Linked DNA regions of Mus musculus: region 2 is linked to region 1. The links are chromatin contacts, called in public HiChIP or PLAC-seq maps. All regions are on one chromosome and are shown on one strand. The core of a region is the stretch at or near the end of the contact, and the rest is flanking DNA. Distances in the headings are between cores, read along the strand shown. Region 1 has its middle 32 kb from the start of Gm39095. Region 2 overlaps Fgfr2 (fibroblast growth factor receptor 2).

Region 1 (6,332 bases), core at 1,622-4,121:
TGGGTTTTATGTAGTTTAGGTATCAGAGTAATTGTGGCTTCGTAGAATAAATTGGGTAGAGTACCTTCTGTTTCTTTTTTTTTTTTTCATTTTTTATTAGGTATTTAGCTCATTTACATTCCCAATGCTATACCAAGAGTCCCCCATACCCACCCACCAGTACCTTCTGTTTCTATATGGACCTCTTTGGATCCAAGGGTTTTGCCTTACCCTGAAAGACTCCAAATGATAGGATCCTATCTGCCTTTATCCCTTGATTCTGTCCCCAAGCTGTGTCCCAGGCATTATGGCCTCTTGGTATCCTCAGTCAGATGGAGCACATTCCTTTTTCCTCCACTCCCCCACTGGGGAGAGCACATTTCCCCCAGCATGTGCACAGGCCTCACATCTTCACATCATCTAGTTTGAGTGTTATCTCTTCAAAGAAGATGATCTAGTTCTCTCAAGTCTTGATAATGAATAAACTTATTTTTCACTATAAATATATAAGTAAATATATAAATAAATATTAATTGGTAAGTTTAACTGAGGAACATTATATAGGTAGAAGTACTCAGCTTCAATTTCCATAATTATGAAATCTTAAACACAAAAATCTGTATATAGAGAGTATAACACACGTTAACAGAGCAGTTGGATACAATGGCTCTATTAAAAGCTTCTACAGCCACCTTATTTTTCACAAAGAAGCCAAAAGTACACACTCGGAGAAAAGATAGTATCTTCAAATCATAGCACTGGTCAAACTGGGTAATTACATGCAGAAAAATTAAACTAAATCCTAATTTCTCAGCCTGTACAGAACTCAACTCAAATGGATCAAGAATCTCAACCTAGGACCTGATCCCCTGAGTTTGATAGAGGAAAAAAGAGGAGTACACTTCAACTGTTGACATAGCTGTTCATCCTGTTGACATAAACATTGCACTTAACAATTGAAAAAAAAATGGATTCCCAGCAAAGGATATCATCATTTGAGTGAAGAGGCAGCCGACAAAATGAGGGGGGAAAGCTTCACCAGCAGTACATCTTATAGAAGGCTGGTGTCTCGAATAGACAAAGTGCTCAGAAACCAAACACCAAAAAAACAACCCAATTAAATGTGGCATGAAGCAAAATGGAGAGCTATTAAAAGGAGGAATACGCGGTTGAGAAATATTCTTTTAAAGGTTCAACACCTTTATTCATCGTGGCCATGCAAATTAAAAATGCTTTGAATTTTTATCTTACCCCAGTCTGGATGTCTAAGATAAAAAAACAAAAACCTACAAAACCAAAAGATAACAAATGTTGGCTTGGCTGTAGAGAAAGGGAACATTTACTCACTGCTAGTGAGAGTGCAAACTAGTGCAGCCACTATGGAGACCAGTGTGTAGCTTCCTCAAAAAGCAAGAAACTCTATATCCTTCTACAGAGAGCCTCATTTCTGGTTCATCCAGTAATAGCCATGGATTGGAAACAACCTTGATGTTCAATACCTGATGAATGGATAATAAAAAAAATGCCTTTCATATACACAATGGAGTAGTATTCATCTGTAAAGAAAAATGAATTCATGAAATCTGTACATAAATAAAAAGAAGTTAAGCCATCAGTCTGGAGGTAGCTCAGATCCAGGAAGGCAATGGCATGGTGCATGTTCTCTTTCATAAATGGATGCTAGCTTTGAGTCTTTAGATATGTGCGTTAAACTAGAGTACTCAAAGAAAGAAGAAAACTAGTAAGGGGCAGTGGGAGTGCTATGAAGAAGGTAAGAAAATAATTGAACAAAATGGACTTGTGGAGTGTGGATGGGAGAGCAGCACAGAAGGAGTATAAGGAGGGATAGCTACCACTAAGGACTTTTGAACTTACTGCTATGGGAACATATAGATAGATATAATATAGATTAATATGGATAGATATATAGATACCAACACAAATACCAATATAGATATAGCTGTACATATAGACTTTAAATTTAGTTATCCTAAAACAGGGTAGAAAAATGTCACCCCCAGACACAATTGGCTATCAAATAGAAAGTTCCGCCACACTGGGTATGGGTTACCCTTTTCTGGTCAGCGATCAGCAGAGTCCCATCGATGCTATCAGAACACTAGAAGCTATTGCCAATGTGTCAGTTTCCTGAGTAGCTGGAACTACTGCACCACGAGGCTCAGTCCATTTGCTTATTCTAAAGAGAAAGGGACTTTGGAGAACCAAGGAAGCAGGAGGTGGAGAGATACTGGCTGTACATACAAGGAACTGAGGACTTAATAAGGTCCTGGGTGACCTTAGGAGATGGAGGAGAAAGAGGAGGAGGAGGAGGAGGAGGAGGAGGAGGAGGAGGAGGAGGAGGAGGAGGAGGAGGAGGAGGAGGAGGAGGAGGAGGAAGAGGAGGAGGAGGAGGAGGAGGAGGAGGAGGAAAAGGAGGAGGAGGAGGAGGAAGAGGAGGAAGAGGAGGACCAGGAAAGAAGGAAGAGAATAGGAAGAGTAGGAACAGGTACTGTGATGGTTAATCTTGTGGGGATGTAGTTGCAAAACTTGAGGTCATCCTCCCCATGGTATGCTTGGAGCCCTGTCTTCTGACACTTCCTTACGCACACTTACTGGTATATGCCCAGCTATAGTAAGTAAGCTCACCTATACACTTTTATGATGGCCAGATTTCCTTCTGTTTAAATGTCCCTACAACCACAGACACCAAGATGAGTGACAGAGACAACCCCTGACCTTTCCTTTCATGTCTCAGTCTTCATCAACAAGCAAGACTTTATTCTTTACAAGTACCTGAGAAAAGTTTCTTTTTAACCACCAGGCATTCTACCTTTGAGCTCAGCCTGTGTCTTCATGGTTGAAAACAATGGTCCTTTGTTGGGTTAGATAGCTGCAAATAAAGTCATGGGCTGAATCAGCAAACTTTGTCCCTTGTGTGTACACTGACACCAGAGCGATGACAAACAGATCCCGGGAACAATGGACCATGGCACACGGCACCACAATGGTGTGAATGTTTAATTCTCACTTACCCTCTCAGTAATGAGAGAGAAGCTGAGACACAGTAGGCACACACAAAGCAGTTACTGTGGATGCATTCCTTGTGCTGTAATTATTTATGTTCTCCCCTAATCAGTCTGTAATTGCAGCTGGTGAATTAACGCATAGGCGCCTCGCTCAGAATCTCAGAAGCCCTCATTAGAATCCCAGCCACAAAAGAGTACCACGTGGCCCAGGAATGGTACCATGTGGCCCTAGAACTGTCTGTGCTGATTAGATTCCCCTTCCAGTGCTTCATGATGATTTTATTAAGAGATCCTGTTTTGAAACCCAAAGGCTACAAAACCACAGCTCTGTCTCCCCACGGATTACTGTCTTCTAACACATCACCAAGCATGCGTTGCTATAGGGATTAGCGGGTAAACTGATGGCCTTCCTAAGACATTCTCCCATGAACTGAGCATGGCTCTCATCTACTCCACCCAGCAGCTCAGAGCTGTATCTGAGCCATACACTCTGAGTGAAGCTTTCAGTAGACTGAAGTCAGATGCTCCAAAGAGAGACTGGTCATGGGCATTCTTTCTAAAAGATGATGTCTTAGACAGAAAAAGTCCTCAAGATGTGGGCAGGAAAGATGCCAAGGTTTCAAGTGAAAGAAAGTGGCAGATGTGAAAAAACGGGGACAGGAAGAAGAGAGAAAAAGCAACAGAAGAAACACCAATTCCTAAAGCTAAGTGAAGCTTCAGAACTGAGCCATCTTAGGTTCTTATACTTTTGTCCTGAAGGTCATCGGTCAGGGGATGCCATGGGCTAGAGAGGGCAAAGGTGGATGCCCGGGTATTGCATCTCTGCACACATCAGCAGAGTTATGCTTTGAAGTTCCCCAAGGAAAAGCTGCAGGTGGCCACCATTAAGATGAAATCATTTGCTGTACAAAGAGAGACACAGAATCGAGGCCCTCTGGGCCGGGAGCTGGCTCAGTAGGTAAAACACTTGCCATGTAAGCATAGGGACCCGAGTTCAAGCCCCCTCAGCCCAGAACTCACATTTATAAAGCTAGGTGATGCCGCTGGGGAGATCCTTGGCAGCTTATAGCACTAACTGCTCTTACACAGAGCCCGAGTTCAGGTCTCAGCACCCATGTTGGGTATCTCATAACCACCTGTAACGAGTTCCAGGATTCAGCATTCTCTCTGGACTTTGCAGATACCTACATACATGGACTAGGCATGTACACACACACACACACACACACGTAAAAATAAATAAACCTTATTTTTTTTAAAGTGGGGTATAGTGCTGCATGCCTAAAATTCCAGAATTGGGGCTGTGGAGAGAGGATGACTGGATTGTGCTGGCCAGACAGTATAGCTGGATCAGTGAGTTTCATAGGAGGCCCAGTGCCAACAACTAAGATGGGGAATGACTGAGGGAAACACCCCTCAGCCCCTACAGTGAGAAAGCCTGATGTCTGTCTCCCCTTCACTCCAACAGATGGCCAATCTAGCAGAAAAATCCAGAAATTTGGAAGGTGGAGGGTTCCCAAATGGAGGAGCTAGATCAACCTAGAGTGGGTGTACAGACAACACAGACACACAAACACACCCCACACTTAAATGTAAACAATTCAAAGGCACCATAAAATAAAGAAAGCACTTAAGCCCGAGATCAAAGCCGACAACATTAAAAAGCAAACGTGTGGGAAATCAAAGCAATGCTTAGAAATAAGAACACCATAATTGCTCTCCTAAGGATGGTGGGAGGCATCATTTTATGTATAACATAAGAACGAGACGTTATAAAAAAGGAGTAGCCATAAAATGAGAACAATAAAAACCTTAAAGAAGCAGAAAAAAGAAATGTATGATATGATTTTTAAAAAGCAACTGGAACGTAGAGTTGAAGGAGTTGAATGGTCCAGGTAAGTAGAAAATAAACAAAAAGAAAAACAAGAGCCCGACTCCTGCAAATCCAACATCCTGGAAATACGTAGTCCAGGAGAAAAGATTGGAGGGAGACTAGGAAGGGATTTTTTTATTAAATCAGAGAATCAGATTACTCAAAACCCTAGATAGTGCAGCAAAGCTTCCCTAACTGAGGAACACCACCTTCACTATATATTACCAGTGTCCACCAACCACGTGCAAAGGTGAAATAAAGGCTTGTTTTTAATCTGTGTGTATATGTTTGTGCATGCCATGGCATGTGTGTGGAGGTCAGAGTGTCCTTGGGTGTTGGTCTTACCTTTACCTTGATTGTGACAGGGTCTCTTGTTTGTGGTGATATGCCAGGCTAGGCAGCCTGAGAGCACCAAGGATCCTTCTGCTTCTCCTCCCAGATCCCCAGAGGAGTGTTGGGATTACAGACATGGCCACTGCCCTAGCATTAACGTGTATCCTAGGGATCCAGAGTCAACTCCTCAAGCTTTCACAGTTAGTCCTTTATCCCTGAGCCATTTCCCCAGGCTGAAATGAAGACACGTTTAGGGGCCAGAGAGATGACTCAGAGGTTAAGAGTGTTTGCTGCCTTTCCGGAGGATCCACTCAGTCCCCAGGACCCATGCTGAGCAGGTCATAACTGCCCAAAACTCTAGCTCCAGGGAATCCAACACCCTCCCCTGGCCTCACTGAGCACATGTGTACATGAGGAACACACACACACACACACACACACACACACACACACACACACACACACACACCAGACATAGAGAATGAGAGAAACAATGTAGGAAGAATAAATGGGATCCTTGTAGAGCCCTAATATGGGAGAAGGTGATCGTCAGTACGGTTGAGGAAGAAGATATCTAAATGGTCACCAAAGAGCAGATCCAGCAGAAGACTGCCCTGGGCAGAGTACAAGAGTGGAGGACTGAGGTTGAGAACCTGTGCTGTAATGGTGGCAGACGGTGGTAAGGAGAGGAGCTGGGATGGGAAGAGGTCATGTCTAAGGTGAATATTCACCCCCTGTAGCAGCAAGTCTACACTCAATCTCTAGAACCAAAAGAAAGACAATCAAGAAATGGGACATGGGATGTGTATTAGGTGTCTGCCTCGGCCACCCAATGTTCTCCAAACGCAGCTTCTCAGAAGAACATAGCACAGCCGAGCAACCTCAGTCAGTTCTCACTGGGTGTCAGCAGGGATCCAGATCAAGCCTGCAGCAGGTTGCCTTGCTTTCTGGAGACTGAGGAGAAGCCACGCCCTTGCTTTCAGAACAAGAGGTGCCTCACATCCCTTGGTCCATGGTCTCCTTCCACTGGTGTGAAAGTCAACAAGGATGCATTCAGCTTAACTTCTAAGCTCTGCGTCCTTCTTTCACTCCAGGTGCCTCCTGATTACATTCATCCACCC
Region 2 (6,332 bases), core at 2,306-4,805, 370 kb after region 1:
CTGCGTACAACCTTCACCCTCAGCTCATCCACAGTGATGAGGCTAGGTTTCCTAAGTCCAGAGCTGGCAGAGAGAGACAGCTCCAGCATGGTGTCAAGCTACAACCAGAAGTGGGATAGTGTCTGCTGGCAGCCAGATCAGAAACGCAGAGAGATCTAGGTGAGGCCTGAAGCCCAGGAAACCACTGGAGGGTCTCTGAGGGTCCCCGTGCTGAAGCCTGGCTGGTGCCGGAGGAACACAAGGCTTACAAGCAAGAATGGAAGGAAAATCAGCATTCAGTGGTAAAACCTCTGAGTCATTTAAATTCTGTACCCAAGATTCCCCCCACCCCCACTCCGGTCACATCAAGCTCTAAGAAGCCAATGAGATGGAAACCAAGACTTGTATAAGATCTTTCTCAGCAGAAATCAAGGAGATCCTGCTAGTGGAAGTTTCTATAATGAACTCAATGGCTAAATGATTCAATACCAAACATCCTAGCACCGCATCTTTATTTTTATCCATATAGCCATATAGCCCAGGCTGGCCCCAGACTCTGTAGCCAAAGATAACCATGGACTTCTAATCCTTTCCACAATGACTAAGATTACAGATATGCCATACTACACTTGGTTATATGCAATGTGGGGTGGGTGGAGGGAGGGGTCAGACTTCATCATGTATTCTAGGCAAGCTCTCTATCAACTGAGCCACACCCCTGTCCTGGCCCCTACTATCGCATCAAGGACTTGAACACTATTCCAGGTCCCACATTGGATAACCAGGCTCCTCCAATCCCTTCCTCACTGCTATGAGATCACATAGAAGCCTCTGTAATTCCATCTTCCAAGTAGCAAACCGATGCTTTGTGCAATTTCTTCCTCTCACTAGAGACTGCCAGAGGCTCCAGGCCAGGGGTCAGCCACACAGCAGGGCTGAACAGTCTGTGCCTAGAAGAAGCAAGACTTCATTCTTCTTAAATCCACACCTGAGGTACCCGGCACACGCTGCCAGGCTGTGTCGCATCATGTCTAGAGCTGAGCCGTGGAGGATTTGTGTCAAGGGCTAGCCAACAGTGTCTTTCTGGCCTGCCAGTGACAAGCCAGGGCAGGACTGGTGGTAAAGGCTGAGCCACCTCCACCCTGCCAGAAGTGAAGGACAACAAATGGCAGCCCTAAGCATACCACACCTGGGGTGGGAGATGAGATTCCAGAGAGTGTATTTAAACTAGTAAGGGATCAGACATGTTGTTCATACCTCCACTGCACTGCCCCCCTACCCCACCCCACCATACCAAATATCAGGAGTCACCAGTAAGTATTTAATAGTCTCTGGGAACACAGAAGTATAGCGGTTAGCAAGAAAAAAGGCTCATAATTCAGAGCTGAAGGGCCTACCTGAGTGAAGAAGGATACTAACCCTCACTTCTTCATATATATGCATGTATGTATGCATGTATGTATCCTTGCGTGTGGGGGGGTGTCCAAGCGTGTACATACCTATGGCAGACTGAGGTTCATATCAGGAATTTCCTTGATTTATTTTTCTACCATATTCTTTGTGGCAGGGTCTTTCTAACAGGGAACTCCCAGACATAGCCAATCTCACTAGCTAGCCTACTCACAGGAGCCTGTCTCCGCCCTCCAGGGCTGGAAATGACCCAGCATGTGCCTGGGTTCTAAGGATCCAAACTCCTGTCCTCTAGTTCTCAAGTCCATTTGCTTGGCAAGTGCTTTACCCACTGAGCCATCTCCCCCTTGCCTGAAACTAATCATCTGAAGTAGAGGCAAGGGGACCAGGTCTGAGAGGCCTACAGGAGCGTCTTCTCCAAGTCCTTGTACGTATCACCAACTCCTGCTGGACCCAGATCTCCTCAGCCTTGAGATGGGGTGAGGGGTGGAAGGAGGAGTAAGGAGGCTCTGTGATGCTCTGCAAGCCAAGCAACCAAACCAGTCTAAGATGACAGCATTACCCAAAGATGCCAAGTCAGCAGGAAAGAGAACTTCACCCACTGGTCCCCAGATGGCACTCAGTTTGCCTAATTAAGATTTGTGGGGCTCAGGAGATGGCACAATCAGGAAAACACCTGCTTTTCAAGTATGAGAATCTGGGTTGGGTTCCCCCAAATCCATGTAAAACAGCCAAACAGAACGATGTATGCTTGCAGTCCCAGAGCTGAGATGGCACAGACACACTGACCAGTCAGACTAGCCTAATTGCTCAGCTCAAGGTCGCAGTGATAGACCTTGTGAAGAAAAGGAGGAGGAGGAGGAGGAGGAGGAGGAGGAGGAGCGAAAGACTCCTATGGACTAGCACCAAAGTTGACCTCTAACATCCATACACTCCTAGACACATAAACACACACACACACACACACAAACACACACACACACACACACACAAACGCACACAGACACACTTCTTCCAGTTAAGACTACCAAAAGTTATTAAAGAGTAATCCATGTGGGGACACTTGTTACAGCAGTTTTAAGGCACTAACACGGCCATCAAACAAGTGAGACAAACATCTTCTTTCCAATGTTGCAGGTTCAGGAGAGCCTGACAGCTCTCCTGGTGCCCAGATGTTTCTGACATTAGGCTGGCTACTCTTATCGCTGCACCAAGCTGTATTTGTTCCTAACATGCCAGGGCCTCGGTTCTTGGGTCAGACCCAAGAGATGTTGAAAAGAGTTAATGACTTCTAGGCGCCAGTTGGTGGTGGTGGGCCATCCGTCAGATCAAGGGCTTTAGCATCCCCACTGAGCTATCACACTGAAGGCTCACTGCCTCCTGTAGCCATTTACCTGGCGGGCTGTTTTATTATTGCCACAGTCACCAAGGCCTGGAGCTTCTTGCTAATTTTCCTTTGCTGTAAATGGCTGCAAAGTAATAGTGTCAATTTTAATGAGGCTAGAGCTATCCCCTCGCACACAACAATGGCCCGCTGTTTTATTCCAGGACACAAGAGCATCACTTAAATCATACAGCTTCACGGCTTTTTTGTGGGGGTGCAGGAGTGGAGCGTTCAGTCTTGATGCTTCCTACCAATACCTGAACCCCAGACGGAGCGAGCACAGAGGCAGTGCGGCAAGAGCCAGGCCTTCCGTTCTCTGGCAACCGTTTCTAGTTTTCTGTGAAGTACAGCGGCAACTGAGACCCTGTTACCACATAGCAAAGTAGAGCATTTGGGCTCCAGGGCCACCAGGAGTTTGTTGCCTACGCCTGAATCTTTTCTGTTTCCACTTGCCAAGATGTTCAGAGCGACTGCCAGCCCTGTAAGTCTCTACGAGACTCTGGCTGACTCACTTCTCGTTTTATTAGAAGCTCTCCAAAGCACGCTGAGGTTTTGAGAGAGAGAGAGAGAGAGAGAGAGAGAGAGAGAGGGAGAGAGGGAGAGAGAGAGAAAATTTCACACCTCGAACTTTACTGAAAATGTCTTATATTCCACTGACTTTTGAGTATTTATAAAGAAGGCTTAAGACTTAGAAAAAAAAATCACTAGAGTTGTGCTTTGATGGATATTCCCAACCAGCATTGTGTCATTATTGGCCCGGGTTGAGCTGGGCGATCTCCCAAACTTGTGACATAATCAGGCCTCTCTCTGCATTACTCCATACACTCCACGCTCCCTCCACATCACACCACTGAATCATATGCTCTTTTCAGCAAGACTGATTGCCAGGGGATTAACATTAGACAGCCCAGCTCCATTATTCAGCAGGTCCATTCAAATCCCAGCCCTAAACTCGGAGAGAGACTTCAGAGCTTTCACAGGGACGAGCTGCCAGAGAGCTCAAAGGGGAGGTGGGGCACGGGGGCTTTTGAATGTTTAACACAACAACTCAAGCTAAAACCTGCTGTAAGCAAGACCCTGGGGCGACAGCGGCCCTGCCTTGACTCCTCAATTCTTGGAATGGCCCCAACCATGAATAATTTGTAGACCTGTGTTAGGCTTCAATCTCAAAGGACTCCTACAGAACAATTTTTTTTTCTCTCTGTAATAAATTACTTAATTTTAAAATTAAGTATTCAGAACTTTTAGCCCCAAATCTGGCATTCTTAATGCAAACAGTCCATGTCAGATTTTTGTCCCCGCAGACTGAAGTAAATCCCAGTCATGTGCCCTTTGATGAACGGATTTAGAGCCATTTGTGACAAAAGAAATCCTCTCACACGTCACTCCTCTGTGTGTGTGTTTACTAAAATATCTGAGTCTAGCATACCACAAATGTCTCTATAAGAAACAAGACCAAAGGTCTGGTGATGCAGGTCTTAAGAGGAGGTACCAGTCAGGATGCTGAGGCAGAAAGAAGATGGAAACGTTGACCTGAGACTGGGCAACTTAACAAGATCTCATCTCAACTGATAATATACATATTTTCAAAAATGTCTGGAAGATGGCTCAGTGATAGAGTAGCTGCCTAATGTCAGCCCTCAGTATCTGAGGATGGGAAAGTGGGGGACACAAACCAGGGATGAGGGCATGTGGGCCAGGAATGTTCAAGTTCATCCTCAACTACACCACAAGCTCAAGGCTAGCCTGGGCTACATAAGAAAGACTCTATCTCAAAAAAAAAAAAAAAAAAAAAAAAACAAAAAAAACATAAAAATAAATAAAAAGTAAGAAATAAGCTGGGTGGTGGTGGCGCATGCCTTTAATCCCAGAGGCAGAGGCAAGTGGATCAAGTGGATTTCTGAGTTCGAGGCCAGCCTGGTCTACAAAGTGAGTTCCAGGACAGCCAGGGGCTATACAGAGAAACCCTGTCTCGAAAAACCAAAAAAAAAAAAAAAAAAAAAAAAGTAAGAAATAAAAGAAGGCTCTGATACTCTGTTATGAATAGTTATAGGATAAATATTACACAGTGCCCTATCAAATTGCACACTAAGGCTCCTGAATAACTCATACTCTTGACATTGGAGGTTTACACCCATACGTAAGTTAAGACTACATGCTATGCTTTGAAAGGAAGTTTTGTGAGTGTAACCTCACTTAACCAGACAGTAAAATGTTTAACTTTTAGTCAACCTAAATCTTCAATTCAACCAATCTATGCGGTTTGGTTAATCCTGTATTGAGGGAGGCTTTTATTGGTTCTTGGGTAATTCAAGCATTTGCAGAATTTCCCTTCAAACAGTTTGCATCTTATGAAAGAGACAGAAATATCCATAAGTAAGAGAATACTCGGGGCCATGCATGCAGACAAAATGATGTAGCAGAGTCTGTGTTTACAGTGGGTGGATCTGTTTGTCACCTTGTCACCCGAGAGAAATCAAAATGGATTGACTCCTCAGTCATCAATCTGCACACCTAAGAGTAACCCAAAGAAATGACCAAGGAGAGAGAAGCCAAGTGTCACTGTGCCTGACAAGTCGGAACACAGAAAGCTCCTACAGGAAGAGATCCGAACCCACCAATTCTGTGACATAGAGGAGTCCCAGCTGTAGACTCCTGTCAGGAACAGTGGGGCAAACACTAACTATCAACTTGACAGGACCTAGAATCACCCTCCAGACAACCCTCTGGGCAAGTTTGTCAGGAATTAATAAAATTAATAAAGGTGGGGAGACCCACCCCAAAAGGGGGTTACCCATTAGGTGTACTATACAAGAAGAGAAAGGTGACCTGGGTGCTAGTATTCATCTGTTTCCTGACTGCAGATTCAGTGTGACCAGGTGCCTTGCCCACTATGATGGACTCAAACTGGGAACCCAAATGAACCCTTCCTTCCATAAGTTGCTTTTGTTAAGTATTCTGTGCAACAATGAGAAAAATAACTTAAGTAGCAGCCAATCAAATCTCATCAGTAGTCATGATACAAACTCATGATAACCAGGAAAACTTGGGAAGAAATGTCCTGTTCTGGAACTACAGGCTGTGTAACCTTAAGATGGGAAATGAAAAATGATCCGCTTATGGGTGCACTGTGACAAAAACCTATTTGTGAGTCTCAAACATAGGTGGTTCCTTTGGCTCAGAGAAATGTCTTCCAGGAATAAGCATTGAGCTACCTAAGGACCATTTCTGACATTGACTTTTTTCTTCCAGCCAGACAGGGACTCAGTCATTAAATTAACTGTTTCTTTACTCTTTGTATGATAAGTTGCCCTTCTTTAACCAATGTTTGTTGCCTCTCTTTTAAAAACAACATTTCCCATGGCTGGAAAGGTGGTTCAGCAGCTAAGAGCACGCATTGCTCTCCCAGAGGACCTGAGTTCTGTTTCCAACCTCCACATTGGTGGTACACAACTTCCTAGAACTCTTGCTCCAGAAAACCCAGCACCCTCTTCTGTCCACTAAAAGCACCTGCACTCACTTGCACATAATCCACACAGACACATCCACACAGACACAC

The links. HiChIP or PLAC-seq counts read pairs in DNA pulled down with a chosen protein or histone mark.
Region 2: a contact with region 1 is called in an H3K4me3 HiChIP or PLAC-seq map of embryonic basal ganglia, with 3 times the contacts expected there. The contact joins two enhancer-like sites. A contact is called at or near these places in 1 of 484 Hi-C or Micro-C datasets (nephron progenitors) and 1 of 115 datasets of contacts at active chromatin or transcription factors (embryonic basal ganglia).

What each region holds. Positions count from the first base shown.
Region 1 is chr7:129,839,495-129,845,826 of GRCm38.p6, forward strand. No RefSeq gene overlaps it. Among named protein-coding and RNA genes, the nearest start is that of Gm39095, 32 kb to the left of the region's middle. Within about 2 kb of position 2,872, at least 41 of the 459 cell types and tissues checked have an H3K27ac peak or open chromatin away from gene starts, as enhancers often do. A contact at or near this core is called in embryonic basal ganglia, where this site is marked.
Region 2 is chr7:130,212,351-130,218,682 of GRCm38.p6, forward strand. The region is part of intron 6 of Fgfr2 (fibroblast growth factor receptor 2); the gene reads right to left. Among named protein-coding and RNA genes, the nearest start is that of Fgfr2, 51 kb to the right of the region's middle. Within about 2 kb of position 3,556, at least 95 of the 459 cell types and tissues checked have an H3K27ac peak or open chromatin away from gene starts, as enhancers often do. A contact at or near this core is called in embryonic basal ganglia, where this site is marked.